Linked DNA regions of Zea mays: region 1 is linked to region 2. The links are chromatin contacts, called in public Hi-C maps. All regions are on one chromosome and are shown on one strand. Each heading gives the region's core, a stretch centred on a gene start, on an enhancer-like site or on the middle of the called end of the contact. The rest is flanking DNA. Distances are from core to core; before and after follow the strand shown. Region 1 has its middle 16 kb from the start of LOC100281484. Region 2 has its middle 32 kb from the start of LOC103640060.

What was found. Hi-C and Micro-C count contacts between places; a contact is called where the count stands out from the background.
Region 1: a Hi-C map of bundle sheath shows a contact between it and region 2, with 2.8 times the contacts expected there. The contact joins two enhancer-like sites.

What each region holds. Positions count from the first base shown.
Region 1 is chr1:160,178,944-160,183,133 of Zm-B73-REFERENCE-NAM-5.0, reverse strand. No RefSeq gene overlaps it. Among protein-coding and RNA genes, the nearest start is that of LOC100281484, 16 kb to the left of the region's middle. Within about 2 kb of position 1,698, at least 15 of the 20 cell types and tissues checked have an H3K27ac peak or open chromatin away from gene starts, as enhancers often do. A contact at or near this core is called in bundle sheath, where this site is marked.
Region 2 is chr1:159,696,164-159,700,411 of Zm-B73-REFERENCE-NAM-5.0, reverse strand. No RefSeq gene overlaps it. Among protein-coding and RNA genes, the nearest start is that of LOC103640060, 32 kb to the left of the region's middle. Within about 2 kb of position 1,626, at least 17 of the 20 cell types and tissues checked have an H3K27ac peak or open chromatin away from gene starts, as enhancers often do. A contact at or near this core is called in bundle sheath, where this site is marked.

The sequences.
Region 1 (4,190 bases), core at 449-2,948, 480 kb before region 2:
CGCTCGAGGGCGTGGCGCGCGCTGGGTCGGACGGCTGCGGATTCTCCGCCTCGCTCGAGGGCGCGGGATTGGCTCGGGTTAGTTAAAGTCGGACCGTTGGATTCGGGTGAACGACGGGAATTGGGCGGCCTGCTCCGGCCCTTTCCTCTAGCCACTAGAGGCGGCGGCGCCCGTGTTCGCGACGGGAAGCTCGTCAGAGACGAGGGGCGCGAGCGCTCCGGGGGTCTTAGGGCTGTTGGGATGATCGGAGAAAATGGGGAGGGGTGCGGGAAATCTGATGGTGGGGGCTGAACAGAGGTAGGGGCATCAGATGGTGAGGGTTCACAGTGGGGCGGCTCGGCGGGGTGCGGGGAACTCCGACGAGCAATCGCGTAGGGCAAAGAGTAAGAGGGAAATGGAGAGGGCAAGGGAGATTCCATACCTCAATGCGAGACTCGGGATATCCACTGAGACAGCAACGGCACGACGGTGGCTTAGGTCGACGATGGCGGCTTCGGGACTGCACGTGTAACGGTGGTGAGCAAGGACAGAGCGAACCAAAGGAAGGAAGGGGAATTGGGGGCGAGTCCCGAGCGGCTAGCACCGAGGCGAAGCTCACTGTGGCAAGGGCGACGACAGAACGGCTTCGCGACAGTGGCGACACTGCTGCGTGCTAGGTGGGGAAGAATGGGCAGGGCGAGGTGTGGGGGATGCTGGGGTCTAGGGTCCTTATATGGTGGCCAGGCGAGGCATGCGAGATGGGGGGTCGTAGGGTGCGCGCGGTGGTTATCCGCACATAACGTGCGAGGCGGGCACGACCGGCGTGGCCTCTGCGGAGCAGACAGTTGAGGGGAAGAGGACGGGGCTCACAAGCGGGGTTGGCTGGTCAGAGAGAAAAGAGAGAGAGCGCGTGACCGAGGGCGGCACGCCGACAGGGTGGGCTCGCGGGGCAGAAAGAAGGGAAGGCGCGTGGCTGAGGGCTCGACTGAAGGCTCGGCTGGCTCAACTTCAAATATGCCACTAATTGAAACATATGCATGATACAAAGACAAAAGTTGGGGTTCAGTATTATGCAACATTTCATACTTTCTTAGGGTTTTGTCTATTAGAAAATAGATACATCTCCAACTAAAACAATGATTCTCTTTCTAAAGGAAAACGAAATGGATTAAGAGAGAAGAGAGAAGAGGAGTAACACTTGAATTTGTGGATAAGAGCAAAGAAATTTTATATCCCCAAATTCAGGGTGTTACATTCAGTATTTAGCCAAAAAAGCACAAATGACTGTTTAGTTTGTTACCTAACTTGCCATACTTTGTCTAACTTTTCTATCTAAACTTAGGGCCTGTTTGGTTTGATGACTAACTTGTCACACTTTGCCTAACTTTTCTGCCTAAGGTTAGTTCTTCAATTCGAACGACTAACCTTAGGCAAAGTGTGTCACGTTTAGCCACGAACCAAACAACCCCTAACTTTTCTGTCTAAGGTTAGTTCTTCACTTCACGAACTAACCTTAGACAAATCGTGACACGCTTCTTACTTTCGTGGCACTATCTCACTTGTATTTTACTTGCCCCCATGCATTGAACTCCCCGAACACTGCAAATTGGTAAGCTTTTGGCATCTGAAATGCAGTCGACTCGGTCGTCACGGGTCACGGGCACTGACAATACAGAGACACACACATGACTCTGATCCATGGCCAGGTCTGTCTCAAGTGGCGAGCACAGACAAACACTCTGATTAGACCAGCATTGATCGCATCCTCTCCTCGCCTCGCAAGCCCTACTGCCTCTCGTTCCCAATTAAATCCACTTGCAAATTCTTCCTGCCTGCTACTACACCAACTCTTGTTTGCTTTTGCTTCTCCTTCAGTGGAGCACTATACTGCTGTCAACTGTCGAGTCAAAAGTCAGAGATAAGGACAAGTCAACGAGAATCATATATATATATACTCTGGTACCTCTTTATACATATAATTTACTGAGTTTATCGAGTAGAGAGATTTGAAAGCAACTGTCTGTCTGGCGGCCGAGGCTTTATTGTGGCTTACGTTGGAACGAGGCTAGAAGTTGTTCTAGACGATCAATTATTATAGTACATATATTAGACAACTATTTTGGCTACGAATCGCAGGCAGGAACAGGCTGCCAGGCACGCACGCATGCGGGCCAAGTGGCCAACCAAGCCAAGGACTGCCAAATGGAAATGGGTGATGGGTGGTGCTTGCGTTGCGGGCGGCTGCCAACTCGGAGACGATTTTGTTGACCGGCCAGACCAGCCTAGGCCTCTTGTCTCTCTCTCTCTCTTTTGCAACTTGCAGATGTGCGAGTGCGATCCATGCATCACGAGGCGGCCGGCCACCACAATGAATTAAAACGAGCGCACACGGCACACATACATACATTGATACATGCAATGGGATGGAAGTGACCTCTCACTGCCTCGCCGCCCACTTTACTTGCACGTTCTTGTTCAGACCCCTGTCTCTTGGTTCGGGCACATTTCGTAGGCCCAATCGTCCTTTTTTATATTCCAGCATGAACCATACATAGTCTTTGTGTCTCCTCCGTTCTAAAACGGAGGTTAGTCATGTCTTTATTTTAGCCCGAGATAAGCATCTCTAATTCTGATAAGGTATATAAAGATTTATTAATATCTATCTATACTTATGGGTGACAACGTGCTCTAAATTTTACACTATAAAATTTAAGGACCGGATCGGATTATATTGAATTAGGGTCCAACTCTATTTATATTCATTTTTGAACTAAAATTTATTTATGACCCTATAAATTTGTGAAGTAACATTTAAATCACGATCCATTATCACTCCTATCTATAGTACCAAATTAAACAAACAAGTTGTTATTTCAGTAAGACAATAACTGCCTCAACTTAATTATCTTTCAAATCGGTCAACCCGGCGAAGCCGCTTTCTACCTTTTGCGGAAGATTACATTGGAAAAAAAAAGATGCTTTCGCCACCACTCTTAAAAAAGAAAATAAGTATACACGCACGCACTGATTCATATGTGACTGATGTTCGCCGAAAACGTTGACAATCAAACAAACTCAGAGTAATGAAACCACACATTGAAACAAGATAACTATATATAACTATAACTATAACTATATATATATATATATATATATATATATATATATATATATATATATATATATATATATATATATATATATATATATATATATATATATATATATATATATATATATAGTATTTAGAGCCCCGGGCTCTGTTTAACTATAGGAAGTTCCAACCACGTATCGATCAGGTGTGCAGACCGCACCAAACCCTTTTTGGCTTATTATACCTAACTGCTTACGACAAATTATAATATGAGTTATGCTGATGTGGGTAACAATTTATGCAAATATATGGGCCATCACGTAGATTTCGTCCCGCATATTACGTGCATAGGGCCCACGATCCCACCCACGCGCTCGCAGTTATCCAGTCCCACGTCGCCACTATAAAAATACCCCCACGCCGCCAGGGATTAGGTTTTAGCGGCGGCGGCGGTTCCCTCGGGCGTACGAGCGCCGGTGATCCTAGGGGCCAGCAGCGATGCCGCCCCGAGGCAGGCGACCGACGGCGGCGCTCCACTAGGAACGAGCGACAGCGACGCTCCCGAGGCGGGCGCGCAAGTGGCGACGGCATTCTCGAAGCGGACGGCGACATCGCACCCTAGGCCCGATGGCAACAACGTTTGTCCTGTCCGTCTCTGCGATGGCCACCGCCGCTGCCGCTCCAGCGTCTGTGACGCCGTCTCCTGCGCCAAAGGCCAACAACAGCAGGAAGCCGGTGGTGCCTGGGATGACTGGGTACAAGCTGCTCAAGCGCGTCAAGAAGTCGGCGGCGCTCAGGGACATCCTCGTCGTCATCATGTTGTCGGAGAACGTGCCCACCTGCATCACTCGCTGCCTGGAGGAGTTCGACCCGCGCCTCGCCGTAATTTAGGCCCTATTCGTCGTTACGAAATAAATTGATGATGTACGCTAAAATTTGTACTCATTTACGTTGTTTTGGTTAACGTTTTACGTTGAAATTTGATCGAGCCAGAATCCGTGCACGATCGAACGTGCGCAATTTTCACGCCGTAATTTTCGGGCCCCATTCGCTGTTACGAAACAGGTCTATAATTTACGTAAATTTCGTATTCATTTACGCTATTTTGGTTCACGTT
Region 2 (4,248 bases), core at 377-2,876:
TCTTCTCCTGTGTGGGGTGTGAGACAGCAAGGGTGAGCTCACATACGTTCATAGATCAACAAGTTGTGGGGAATATTGTGCATGAACTCACCAAAGGTGGGAGTTCATGTGATGTGTAAGGGTGATCAACAAAATAAAGGTTGAAGCTGAGCATTGCTTTTATAAGTAGGTCAAATTTTATTAACAGTTACTAAGTGTAAGTGAATACCAAACCATAGTAATAATAAATAAAAGTAATACCAAAATAAACTCAATGTGATGCAAATGACAAATTGAATTTTAATTCCATAAATTAATCATGTGAGGGTCCGAGCTGCTCATGACCGTCAGCACGGCTAGTATACCAGTTTTACACTCTGCAGAGGCTGCGCATCTTTACCCACAAGTCATGTTACCCGTCTGCCAAGAGACGGCCAATCCCATACACCTCTACCGAGGAGGAGAGGTAGGGTAACACTACAAGGCCTTTACAAAGTTCCACTAGCTTCAGAAAACTCGCTACAGTTTATAGGAAGCTCCAGTGCAGGGATCCCTCGCCTGACCGCCATCGCAGCAACATCAACCCAAGGACATCCCTACACTGACCACTCCCCTACTGCCCTTGCCCCTATTGGGTAAGGTAGTCATCCACTAGCTTTCCTAGTTAATCAGCCAAGGGCGTCCCATACCACCCTTGTGGTAGCACTGTTTTCCCGGGTGGTCGCTCAATGTTCCCATTAACATAATGATCTTAACATGAATAGTAATAATAAACAAATAATAAACGTGTGATCATGAATAATGTATCTCCATACCCAAAACCACATAAAGCAATAGCAAGTACTACCCAAAAAGTTCAGTGGATTCAAGGTACAAAGATAATCAAACTAGGGTAACCTAAAGGATCCCATCAAAATTAACCTATGCAGATTACTATGATTAATAAGAACATTACTGGGTAAAAAGAAGTGATCAAGGGCACAACTTGCCTTCAACAAGCTCCTGCTCAGCAGTCTCTACTAGCTGAACCTCTGGATCCTCAGTGGCTGGCTCGTCTTCTCGCATCAATACAAACATACATAGTATAGCAAAAATTAACATCACACCAAACATGTAAACAAAATACATAATAATAATCTACACATTAAAATAAGATCCTAGGAACAGGAATCATTAATTTTGGTGTTATGGATTTTAAGTTATGAATTTCCAAAGGTTTTATATATTTGATACAAGATTAAATAAGAGATACATTTTAATATGGTTTTCATGTCAAAATAGATACACTATGTGATAAACAACACTATTACAAAATTATAGGAACTGGAATGGATTAATTTGAAGTTAAAATGAATTAAATATGAATTTCCCAAGTTTCTAGAATTATTTTTGTATTAAACCAATTTCTATAATTATTTCTCTATTTTTATTCCTCTCTGGACTGCGCACCAATACCTGGAAAGTGTAGGGGCTCTGGTGAAAAATGATTCAAGACACAGGACTCCCTCAAGGTGGACTGCGGGTTCTATTTTCTAAAAGTATAAGGGTTTGTCTGCAAACAGTGCAAACCGAAGGGGTATCGGCCTGCACTCCCCGTTGGATCATGCGCAGACGGCGCGGATTAGATCTGATCTAATAACCATCCCAGGCTCAACCGTGATCGTGCGATACGAGATCGACGGTTGACAATCACCCCCAGCAAACCGGTATCATACATCTAATCCGAGCCGCATCAGAACGATCTAACGACTCGCACAATTCCGGCCACCTTCTTCCCCAAGTCCACTGTCCGCACACGGCGGCGCACAGGCCTCACGGCGGTCCACTCGCCGGAGCTCCCACACCTGACACCTCGCACCCAGGTGCCCCATAACCCAACCCTAGACGCGTAACCCGAGTAGGAGAACTTAGCAAGCACAAGAAGGGGATTCATACCGGCGCGTTCGCGGTGTACTGCTCAAGCCATAGAGAGGATGCGGTCCGCGGCGGAACGATCGCGACGGTGAGAAATTCTCGGGGCGCAGACGAGCAATTCCGAGCGGCGCGGCAGCGATCACCACCCAACAAGACCCGTGAAGCCCTAGTGCGCCACTGCTCGGCACCGGTCGTAAGCACGGTGAAGTTCACCCGCGGCGGCGCGGGTCGACTAGATGCGGATTCGCCGCTTTCCCTCTCCGTCACTAGTTCAGTGGTGTTCGCGAAGATAGGAAACAGAGGGGGAACATGCAAATCCGGTCGTGGTCCCCCTATATGGACACGACGTGGCCAGGGCGCCACAACGGATTGCGCGAAGTCGGTGGCTCCGCACGTTCCAGTGTTCCACCATGCTCGGCACTTCCGTTGACTGGGGCGAGGACTGACTCGCCAGGTCCACGCGCCAGAGAAGGGGAGGAAGAGCGAACGCGAGCGGTGACTGGCCGGTGGGGCCCGCAGATCGGCGACTGAGTATGAGCAAAGCGCATACTTTGAGAGATTGACGGGCGGGGCTCGGTTGTCAGTAGGCGGGGAGCGCGTGCGGAAGATGGTTGGGCCGCGCGGTGGGAAAGCCGACTGGGCCGAATTTAGCGTTGGCTGGCCCAAGTGCACAACTCACTTTCTCCATTTTCTTTTCTTCTTTCTAATTTCTTTTCTTCTCCTTTTTATCTTTGAAACTCAAACTTGAAATCAAATTCTTGCAGTGAATTTTGTACTCATTTAAATGTACAGTTTGAAAACACCAGTTTGAAATATATTTATTCTTATTTTTATTTTATTTTATGTAGTATTTCCCCCAATTCTTTCCTTTTTATTTTCCAATTCTAGAATTTAATTTAGGTTAATTCCCAAATTCTCATTATTAATGTATCCCCATAAATTTTATCTTTATTAAATTCACATACACTTAAAATCCAGCATGATGCACAAATTATCTTTGGTGTCTTCGACTAATTATTCTCTCTAAGATGGTTATTTCCAAATAATGATGAGTAGAAGACAAAACAACTAATGAGATCACCCCCTTCTCTTATTTTTTCCAAACTGGGTATTACAAATCCTACCCTCTTACAAAGAATCTCGTCCTTGAGATTTAGGAAGGACTAGGAAAGAGCTGGGGAAAATCTATTCGTAGTTCTTCTTCTCTCTCCCATGTAGCCTCATCTTCTCCATGATGGCTTCATTGTACTTTGCACATTTTAATCACTTTACTCCTCGTGACACGGGTCAAGATATCAATAATCTTGATAGGATATTTTGTATAAGTCAAATCATCTTGGACAGTAAGATCCTCCATAGGTAGTTGCTCTTCAGGTACCCTGAGACACTTCTACAATTGTAATACATGGAAGACATCATGTACATCCACAAGATGATTAGGTAGTTCCAGTTGATATGCAACTTCTCCCACCCGCTTTAGGATTAAGAAGGGTCCAATAAAGCGAGGGGACAACTTCCCTTTAACTTTGAATCTTCTCATACCCCGGATTGGTGACACCTTAAGATACACGTGATCACCCGTCTTCTCCGGGTATCCACATAGCTTTTTTGCCTTGACTGTGCAGTTCTCAAATTCTCCCTTATTTGACGGACTTGTTCTTTTGTCTCTTGTATAATTTCAGGCCCAAAGAACTGCCTTTCACCAGTTTGATCCCAATATAGTGGAGTCCTACACTTTCTGCCATACAAAGCCTCAAACAGGGACATCTTCAAACTGGCCTGGTAACTGTTATTGTAAGAGAACTCTACATACGGTAAACTCTTATCCCAACTATGACCATGTTTAAGAGCACAAGCTCTTAACATATCTTCTAGTGCTTGATTGGTTCTCTCGGTCTGCCCATCAGTTTGAGGATGGTAAGCCGAACTAAAATTCAATCTTGTATCCAAGCACTCGTGCAACTTCTTCCAATACCGAGAAGTAAACTGTGATCCCCGGTCTGACACAATCTTCTTAGGCACACCATGTAAGCACACAATTCGTGCCATGTACAACTCTGCTAACTTGGCTCCTGAATACGTGGTCTTCACTGGAACAAAGTGGGCTACTTTAGTTAGCCTGTCCACAACCACCCATATAGAGTCATACCTAGCAGATGTGCGGGGTAATCCCATAATGAAGTCCATGCTAATCTCTTCCCATTTCCACTCAGGTATCTTAAGCGGGTGTAGTAAACCAGCAGGTCTTTGATGTTCTGCTTTCACCCTCTAGCAAACATCACGTAGTGCAACATGTGAAGCAACATCCTTCTTTAGTCCATACCACCAATACTCCGGCTTCAAGTCCTGGTATAT